2 separate regions of the Zea mays genome follow, and region 1 is linked to region 2. A link is a contact called in public Hi-C data. All regions are on one chromosome and are shown on one strand. The core of a region is the stretch at or near the end of the contact, and the rest is flanking DNA. Distances in the headings are between cores, read along the strand shown. Region 1 holds the start of LOC100285650 (carboxylic ester hydrolase). Region 2 holds the start of LOC100217066 (alpha/beta-Hydrolases superfamily protein).

What was found. A called contact is a pair of places that touch in the nucleus more often than the background predicts.
Region 1: a Hi-C map of ear shows a contact between it and region 2, with 2.5 times the contacts expected there. The contact joins the promoter of LOC100285650 here to the promoter of LOC100217066 in region 2. A contact is called at or near these places in 3 of 25 Hi-C or Micro-C datasets (bundle sheath, ear and leaf mesophyll).

Annotation. Positions count from the first base shown.
Region 1 is chr3:58,580,575-58,585,416 of Zm-B73-REFERENCE-NAM-5.0, forward strand. It overlaps LOC100285650 (carboxylic ester hydrolase), which reads left to right and starts at 2,017. Exons shown (of 11, transcript NM_001158541.1): 1 at 2,017-2,346; 2 at 2,731-2,813; 3 at 2,978-3,107; 4 at 3,212-3,285; 5 at 3,425-3,511; 6 at 3,596-3,723; 7 at 3,837-3,951; 8 at 4,024-4,101; 9 at 4,166-4,271; 10 at 4,375-4,526; 11 at 4,600-4,842. The coding sequence starts at 2,136. The coding sequence ends at 4,701. It overlaps LOC542347 (thylakoid assembly 1), which reads right to left. Exons shown (of 20, transcript XR_002268001.3): 20 at 4,697-4,842.
Region 2 is chr3:57,619,288-57,624,609 of Zm-B73-REFERENCE-NAM-5.0, forward strand. It overlaps LOC100217066 (alpha/beta-Hydrolases superfamily protein), which reads left to right and starts at 1,890. Exons shown (of 8, transcript NM_001279729.2): 1 at 1,890-2,220; 2 at 2,446-2,509; 3 at 2,689-2,721. The coding sequence starts at 2,200. LOC100193278 reads left to right here. Exons shown (of 14, transcript NM_001317190.1): 9 at 45-208; 10 at 394-465; 11 at 561-677; 12 at 752-847; 13 at 932-1,053; 14 at 1,232-1,629. The coding sequence ends at 1,280.

The sequences.
Region 1 (4,842 bases), core at 767-3,266, 960 kb after region 2:
GCCGAGCCAGCCCGTTAGCCCGGCGGCCCATTTTATTTAATCAGCGTAAAATGTCATCATTTTACAAATAACCTGTCACAGCTATTTCAAATTAATTCGTTGCACGCCTATAGATGGCCAAACGGCGGCCCGGTCGGGCCAGACACCCTCGGGCCACAACTCTAGCCCAGGCACGTTTAGAGATGGCAATGGGTACCCGTGACCCGATACCTGATGGGTATTTACTCCCTTAGGGTATGTATCTGGGATAAATATTCTACACGTGGGTCTGTTATTGGGCAAAAATCTTCACCCAATGGGTAAACGAGTATTAGAACGTTCTGCCTTCACCCATACCCGTTAACCCGTTGGTATAAAATACTCAATATAAAATTAGCTCATGCATGAACTTTGACTTTAGTCATCCATTTTTTTACTATTTAACAACCTTTTAGGTCATAATGTCATAGAAGGCTTAACGACAATTTAATGACCATGTAATGGAACATGTAATATACTATGTAGTACTATCTTAGTGTTACTACTTTATCCAATTATCTTTGGTATGTTGAATGAATGGTTATATGATGCTACAAATTTTGTAATGTTATTTAGATGGATATACTTGATATTTGTATCATTTTGATAGAGCTTTTGTGGGTACGGGCGACCATACCCACATGGGTATGGGTATGGGGGTAAATCCATACCCGTATATGGGTGACTCGATGTGGTTATTTTTGTGTCGTGGTATGGGGTAGTAATATCCGGTGGGTATTTACCCATTGCCATATCTAGGCACGTCATGCCGGCCTGCTGACTGTGCCAATCCAGCCTATTAGCTTGTTGTAAGAAAGGCGGGAGACATTGGATGAAGATGTCTAACCAGTAGAATATCATGCTTATATGTTTTTAATATTGAATATAAATTGTATATATATGTATATATGTTTTTTGTAAAATAAAAAAATGTAATCGTGTCGGGCCGGGCCAGCACTACGGGCCGAGGCTACAACCCAAGCACAGCACGACGTTCTTGGCTCTTGCAAGCATTAGGTCGTTTCTGAGACCATATTGACGCAATGGACTCCATGGTGTTTGAGGTTGCTGAATTGGATGGAGCAACAATGATTTGTCACACTAACAGTAAAACGAAAGGTTATTTGTTGATTTTAAACGTTAATAATTGCTACGAAGTAGCATAATTTATATGGAGCGCATCCAGTTTTTATTTATGCCTGACTTAGCAATAATCACTCTATATTTTGATCCATCTTTTTTATAAGTTTGAGTTCATGTGACTTATTTTAAAAACTTGAGCTCACAAACTTTCTCTTATTTGGTCTATGTATAGTGGAATTATGTCATTTTATAATCTCTGTTCGTTCACTTAATCGTTGTGAACTCTCTTCTAATCGCTCACTTCATTGGACGTGTTGTACCATGACATATTGTATAGAGTAAACAATAACATCAGTTAGCTAAATCAAAAATGTTATACGGAGAGCAGAGACAATCAATAAAAAATCTTAATTTTTTTTGTGGATAATTTATGTGGATATTGTTGTAAGTCATCGCAACGCACGGGCAACTGACTAGTATATATTTATATACATCTCGACGCTAAAAACTAGAAAAAAAAAGGAAAGAATGTGTTCGAGAGGATAACTTTGTAAGTCGGGCTCAATATATATTATCTCTATAACAAAAAAAAACGAGACGGAATATAAGATAATATGCTTTGGCATAGTCTGACACACGACGGGCATATGTTGCTCTACCCGCCCAAGAATCTCTCTTCTTTAACCTGTTGCTGCACTCCACATCTCACTGGCAAACTGAGACGGCCTACATGTTCATGTGCTGCGATGCAAATACCAAATTTTTTGGCTGGCTGGCGCAGGTCTCGAAACTAGCAGCGTGGTATTGACTTGTCGGTCTCCTCAGCTGATTCCCTGGCGAGTGCTCTGCAATGGGTGGAGTGCTAGGCACGCACATCACATGCCCATCCACCTCTTGCTTCGCGTGCGCTAATATATATATTCACCTGAGCCAGGTCGCTGTTTCATCATCGTGCTTGACTGCAGTCTGCAGGGGGTGTGGCCGCGCTGCAGCCTGCCTGTCAATCTCGATCGATCAAGGGGTGGCGTGCCGAGATGGCGGACCGGCCGTCGCTTCCTGCTCTCATTATTGCTATCGCCGTTCTTGCTGGCAGTTACTGCCGCGTGGCGAGCTCGGCCTCGCCGGCGGTGGAAGATGAGCTGCGCGGTGGAGGAGGAGCCGGCGGTCCGACGACGATGCGGCGGCGCGCGGCGTCGGTGATGGTGCCCATCACCATCCTCAAGTCCGCTGTTAGCGACGGAGCTGGTACGCACATATGCTGCTGCATTTTTTGTTCACTCTCATCTTGGGAACTGAGAGAGATAGAGGTCTGGATGTTCAAGTCATCTCGCTGCCATCTGAATTGGTTGCTATAGTTGCTGTGCGCGTGCCGCGCCGGATACGATTGCGACCCGCATTTTTTTTTCTTTTGGGTCGGTGGGGCGCAACGCAAGGCGCCCTCTAGCTAGTTTAGTTGGTAGTTTTAAGGTTCAGACTTTCAGTAGTATTGCTACTGGTGTTCACTTGTCAAGTTCAGTATATTGCTTCCGGTAAACAATGGTACTGCCAGCTTTGCCCAAATTAACAAACAAAGAGCGTTTTTAGAACTAAAGATATATCACACATGTTATATATATGGTACACACGCAGTGTGCATGGATGGAACGCCACCTGCTTACCACTTGGATCCTGGCTCCGGAGCGGGCAGCAGAAGCTGGATTGTGAACTTAGAGGTCAGTTAACATCGTCTATGCTACCATTTGAAATTCGAAAGCACATATTAGTAAGGACTCCCGCTTTTTATCTTGGCCCTTGCTTAAACTTGTACACATGATTCATGTCGTTCCTATTTTAATGTACATTATTATTACACATATGCGCGCGCACACACACACAGGGAGGTGCGTGGTGCAACAGCGCCAAGACATGCCGGCTCACCAGGAGCTCCGGCCGTGGCTCGTCGGACCACATGGACAAAGAGATCCCCTTCACCGGCATCATGAGCAGTAGCCGTGCCGTGAATCCTGGTCTCGCCCGATTCTAGTTTGTCCACCCGTAGTTCCACTTCCACACCCTCATATATCCGTCCATGTCCATATCGCTCATCTCGTCGTCGTCGTCTCCGGCGCAGATTTCTACAACTGGAACCGGGTCAAGGTTCGCTACTGTGACGGTGGATCTTTTGCCGGCGAGGCCTTCGACAAGGTGCACGCACATATGTATCCAGAGTGCATCTTACAAGTTTGCAGGCATTTTTATTTCGCCGTATTTGTAAGTAGAGCCCCAGGTACGTAGTACCTATAACTATAACGAGTCGTGTCGTTCTGCTTGGGGTGAACTACAGGACACTGGGATCTACTTCCGAGGGCAGCGCATCTGGAACGCGGTCATCCGGCACCTCCTCTCCATTGGGATGGCCAACGCTGACCAGGTGACCTTTCCTTTCTCGGTTCATATTCGCCGACCGACTGTCATGCTGACCTGTTCATTGCACTCTGATCGATGGGTTCTGCAGGTGCTGCTCGCCGGCTGCTCCTCGGGCGGTCTGGCGGTGATACTGCACTGCGACCAGCTCCGCGCCTTCTTCCCGTCCGGCTCCACCGTCGTCAAGTGCATCTCCGACGGCGGCCTCTACCTCGACGCGTGCGTACCTGTGCGCTGTGCTTTGAACCTTCCTTCCTTCCGTGCTCGCTCGCTCCGCGTGGGCATGCAATGCAACTGAACTGACAGCAGGATCTTTGCCACCATAACCGCAGCGTGGACGTCTCCGGGGGCCGCAGCCTGAGATCCTACTTCGGAGACATTGTGGCCATGCAAGGAATAGCTCAGAACCTGCCGCCGGCTTGCACCGCCCGCCTCGACGCCACCTCGGTGATCTCCTATTTCACTTCACACACAGTCGTTGTCGATTAATTGGGCTAGTCGGTGATTGTGGGCGTGCAGTGCTTCTTCCCGCAGAACATAATCGACGGCGTTAAAACCCCACTGTTCCTGCTAAATGCCGCATACGACTTCATTCAGGTGAACGTTAATTTTTCTCGCTGTATGGAGCAGACGCCCTAATTAGCATGCGTTGGTCCCCCAGATTGTGCTCAGCCTGGCGCCAGACAGAGCTGACCCAAGCGGCGCTTGGCGAGCCTGCAAGTCCAACCGCACGGCCTGCAGCGCATCCCAGATGAGTTTCCTGCAAGGTTAAATTAACTGCGTATCCATATGTTTAAGTTCATTTTTCATCAGGAAATGATCTGAATGACCGAAGCGCTGTGATGCGTATTCATATATATACAAGTGCAGATTTCAGGGACCAGATGGTAGCGTCCGTCAAAGGCTTCTCCGGTTCCAGGAGCAACGGGGTCTTCCTAAGCTCCTGCTTCGCGCACTGCCAGTCCGAGCAGCTGGGCACCTGGAACACCAAACCAGGTGGCTCCCCCACCATTCAAAACAAGGTAAAAAACAATCCACAACACACCTGGAACATCAAACTGTTGGATACTCATGTGTTCTGATGTTCGTGCACAGGGGATTTCAAAATCCGTTGGCGACTGGTACTTTGATCGAGCTGAGGTGAAGGCGGTCGACTGCCGCTATCCCTGCGACAACACTTGCCACCACATTATATGAGAGGATCCACGTTTTTTTATTATTTTATGCATAGGGAAGAACATTCGCTCTCTCAACGAAGTGTACATCGTATTTGATTTTGGGAATGCAATTGGATACAGCCATCAAATGAACACAACACGCGAAAATAAATGGTAATGG
Region 2 (5,322 bases), core at 640-3,139:
TTGGTATCTTTACTTTTATCATCTATGTATGCTTGGATTTGTAGGTGGAATGCTGTTGGGAAGAACTCTTTCGATTCTGCTAACTATGACCATTGGTACATCAATGGCTGCTCGGCAAGGCCCAACAGCGATGGCTGCTCATCAGATTTGTTTGCAAGTATGGCTTGCTGTATCCTTGCTTGCAGATGCATTAGCTGTTTCTGCCCAGGTATGTATGTTGCGTTCTGGAAGTCATCTGGCTGTTAAAATTGGTTTCCCTGAACTCTGCTGGTCAACTATACTGCAGGCAGAGCCTGCAAACTTCTAGAACGTACTATTATGTACCCTGAGATTGTTCCTAGCTCGTTGGTCTATCAGATGTTACAGTCCAACTAACTTTTCTTCCTCTTTTAGGCGCTGATAGCAAGCTCTTATGCAATATTGGACTACAAAAAAGTTCAAAAGACAGCAATGTTTGCGTTGCAGGTGAAATGTATTTCGCTTCATTCTATTTAAAGTTTAATCTATGCATACGGATGCACGTTTTCACTATTTTTTTTGTATGCTTTTCTCTCTTCCAGATAGGAGTGTTTAGTGGGTTAGCTTTGGCCATTGGATTGTATGCCTCATTTGGCAATATAGCTAGACTGTTTACCAGTGACCCAGAGGTCCTAACGGTTGTCAAATCTTGTGCACTGGTAAATCCTCCAACGTTATGTTAATTTCTATGTCCTCTATGTCTTTTTTTTCCTAATGTTAACTTTCGTTTCAGTTTGTCTGTGCCAGTCAGCCAATTAATGCCCTGGCCTTCATCTTTGACGGTCTACATTATGGTGTATCAGATTTTGAATATGTGGCTCAAGCTACTGTATGTTTACTAGCCCTCCAGCTTTTTCATATCCTTTTTTGTTTTGTTTTTTGTTTATTCATTTCTCGATTTTTCTTTCTATAGATCGTGGTGGGTGTTACGTCTTCACTCGTCCTGTTATGGGCTCCGTCTGTATTCGGCCTGGCTGGAGTTTGGGCTGGTTTGACTACACTCATGGGGTTGCGTATGGCTGCAGGCATCCTGAGGTGATTCTGTTTGTTAATTCTTCCTTGTACCTCGCACAATGCATTTGTGATCCTGCATTTGTTTCTATTCTATTTTATAACAAAGGAAATCGTATTATGATGTTCTGTAATCATAGGCACGTAACTTTCTCCTGCTCTGATATTAATTAGTGAACTCACTCGGAAAAAAAACACTCAGGTTGCTACAGAAAGCGGGCCCTTGGTCGTTTCTGCACGAGGAGCCATAAGCTGAGGTGTATCAACTACCAGCCTGCGCAGTTTGGAGCTGCTAACTTACTGCTGGGAGTTTACATCACTGCAAAGATTATCCGAGTGTCATGGAGGACTCGCTGAAGATGTTACCCCTGTTACTCCTCCGGCTCAGAACAAAATCTGACTTCATTGCATTTCTTAAAATCAGTCTGCTAGATGGCATGGTTTGGTTTGGATTGGTTTGGTGAAGGCGTGAGGCCCATCTGAACATCGGTGCGGCCTCTATTTTTTTTTGGCGAACTCCTTTGTATGCTATAGCAGCTGTGCAGTTTCTGTAGAAGAAAAGATACAAGGATCATTTATAGCATCGATATATGATGTATGCAACTCCTCTGAATTGTACTCGGTGTAAATTATTTTAGAACCGTTTTGTTGATTAGGTACTACGTGCATCTTCCATACCTTGCTTGCATACACGCGTGTGAATAGCAGATTACCAGCCTAGCAGTAGCAGACAAACAAGTGCTCCGAACCGTACGGTTCGGTCGGCCTGGGCCCTGGGGTCCGAATAAATGACTGGCACAGAGCATCCAGACAGCCCAATGCAATGCAATGCAATGCAATGCAAATCCCCTAGGTCTCGTGCGTGATCTCGTCTAGAAGCCCGGCCGCTGCCGACTCCCACTCCCACCCCCCAGGAGGCCAGGACAGGAACGGAGGTGCGGCCGCGTTCCCAAGTCCCAATCCAAAGCGGCGGGGGGTCCCGCGCTCGTTAATTCCCTTGCCGTATCCCCAACTATCTCGCCTCACCGTCGCCTCTCGCCGCCTGCCTCGCTTCTTCTTCGCTCACACCACGTACGATACGAGCCTCACCAGCGCCGGCGCTGTAGTGTGCAGCCCTCCTCCTGGATCTCTGCACCCTTCGGCGGCCACGCCTCGCGCGCGCGCGCGGACATGGAGGTCGAATACCACGAGGTGAGAGGAGTTCGATCGGTCTGCTCCGCGCAATGCGGCGGGCGAAGACTTATCTTCTCCTTATTTTCCGGCGCCGGCCGGGCCTTGGATCGTCCTTGCTGATCATCTCCGTTTCGGTGCGCTTCTTCTTCTTCCTCCTCCTCCTCCTTCGGTCGCGGAAACGCCATGGATGGATGGATTGGGACGGGCTAGCAGGAGTACGTGCGGAGCTCGAGAGGCGTGCAGCTCTTCACCTGCGGCTGGCTGCCCGCTGCCGCATCGCCCAAGGCGCTCGTCTTCCTCTGCCACGGTAGTAATCAAGCCACACCGCTGCAGGCTGCTGCACTGCACGCGTTGTTGAGCTTAGCTGTTTCCTGTTTCAGTTACTACTATACCTGTTATCTTTCCATTGCGTTGGTGTCGTTTCTCATTAACAGCTCTTTCGGTTACTACTCGTTCTCATTGCGTTGGTGTCGTTTCTCGCCGCAGGCTACGGCATGGAGTGCAGTGGCTTCATGAGAGGTACGTACGTACCATCTGCTCCATCTACTTTGGTGTTGCGTTTTCTTTTGCTTCCTTTCTTTTTAATCTCCATTTTTTTGGATAAAAATGGCAGAAAGATCAGTATATACGTGCACATTTTTTTTCTCTGAGAAAGTTATTATATCATAAAAGAAAGTAGTCGTACATGCGTCGCCCTTTGTATTCAATTCTCTGCCTTTGTAGGCAATTGATGAGCGTAGTACTAGTAGCTATTCCAACGCAGTAACAAGCTTGAAATACCGTAACGACATTGGTAGATATATACTGCAGAAACGGCCGCTGTTGTGTTAGCTACTTTCAGACTTTGTCTGCAACGGTGGAGAAGAATAAAAATAGTAATTTATCTTATTACTAGTATTTAGGGGGCGTTTGGTTTCTAGGGACTAATGTTTAGTCACTTCATTTTGTTCCATTTTAGTATATAAATTGACAAATATAGAAACTAAAATAGAGTTTTAATTTCTATATTTGATAATTTTGTAACTAAAGTGGAATAAAATGTAGGGACTAAAAATTAGTCCCTAGAAACCAAACACCCCCTTAGTCCTACACGTAGTATACTCCTTGGTCCTACATATAGTATACTCAGTTTCTTAGAATACGTGAAATCTTTTGTCTATTTGGTCGTAGCTAGATATTTTCGTTTTTCCCACATTTTCATTTTCTATCGGTATAGAAAGAGAGTGAATCTAGCTAGTGAAATAACTAGCCATTAGTGTAAATATAGTGATTTAATGCCATCCCGGTCCTGCGCGGCGAGAAGTATCCATGGTGCAAGTACCCCTGCTACCTGAAAGGGAAGACAATATGAGCAGTTACTACGACTCGACAGTGCCGCTGCGCCTCCGCATTCAAAACGCCGTCCCGGGTAGGTCGTCTCGATTCAAAGCACCGCTCCTCCGATCCTACCTAATCGTTTGGCTCGTCTTCTTCACCTTCGTCATTCATGCATGGCTAATAGTACTTAATAGTACGTGAGAGACGGGTGACAGATGTCTAGATCCGACTGTTTAGACTGATGCAACTGACAAACACCGTAGAAATAGTTAGAAGTTCATACGGATTAAATAATCCAAGCGAATAGCCTCGTGTTCCTGGTTAGGTTCGCAGCTTCGGAACGGCTGTTCATCGTCTTGTCAAGCTCTCCTCATTAATTAATTGCCTTACAGATAAAAACTAACGAGTGGCTGAAAACTACATGCTGCTCGCATGTACGCTTTGGCATACGTATCACGTCCTGATCGATCTGATGCTTGCTTTCTTCTAGCCGCCGGAGCTTTCGCCGGCCGCTTTCCCCCATCTAGCTAGCTAGTAGACTGTATAGACGTTGGTGTTGTTGATGACCCACCAAACCTACATGCATCCGGCCTCTAGCAACCTACCTACCAAACTAGCTAGGGCAGTCAGTCCCTGTCAAAGATCTAGACCCAAACCAAGACCGTTTATTTTCTTTACTCGCCGATCGCCGCCGCTGATTGGAACACGACCACCGTACGTACCGATCGTCGGCGAGAGGGGACGCTTGGACCGGTGAGCTGCCCCCGACCAACCACCCACCACCGGCCGGCCGGGTTGCCATCACCCCCGCAATAAGCGGCGCCTGCTCCTTCGTTCGTGTGTACTTTGGATCCCGTTTCGCGGGTTGTGCAGGCGCTATATGAGAGAGCACAGCGGTTGTCAGTGGTCACTACTCACCATCAGTACTCGTCCTCTTAGTTATGTTTTCAGATGTACATATGTACTCTTTAGTGCTAGTTTGATAACCTCATTTTTAAGAAATTTTTATTTTCTCAAAGTAAATTAGTTTATTTTCAGAAATCTATTAAAAAAATAGAGTTTCTAAACTCATTTTTCTAACATCCCATTTGGATCCTCGGAATTGAATTTCATTATAATAATAGTAATTTAGAATAAAATCAATTAAGTTAATATGGTTTTATGTGAAATATGTTTCTATATTATTATTAGCAATATGCGGAGTGAGCCGAAGAGTGTCTTATAAGTTGTGGATTATAAAATATATTCGTTGATACATAAAATCATTTTCCATGTTCTACCCCATAAATTTAAGATAGGTTTATATTTTAAATTTGGAAAATGGTGGAATGTGAAATTCCAAGCAAAATAGACTTCTTTATTAAGTAAATCCAATTTCTCCAAAATGAATAGATCCAAACTGCCCGTAAAGGTTTTTCTTTTTCCAAGGAAAATTAGTTCATTTTCCCTTAAAAAAATAGAAATCTCTTGAGAAAATATAGTTGCCAAACTAGCCCTTAGTTTAGTCCTCATTTTTCGGATGGATTTTGCTGATACATGAAACTAAGTAGGACCGACGTATTACTTGGTAGGAGTAACATCGAAGTTGTGAGACTATTTCCGGCAGCTTACCCATCCCCATACCCCCATATTCAAACTCCACTCCGAGAACAGTACATTCTACAGTGCAGAATAGTGCAAAAATAGTGTTTTGATAAACTATAGGTAGGCTGCTGGACGCAGTATTAGTGCCTCTCTAGATCAAATGGACTAAATTTTAGTCCTGTCACATCAGATGTTTAAATACTAGTTAAAGTATTAAAT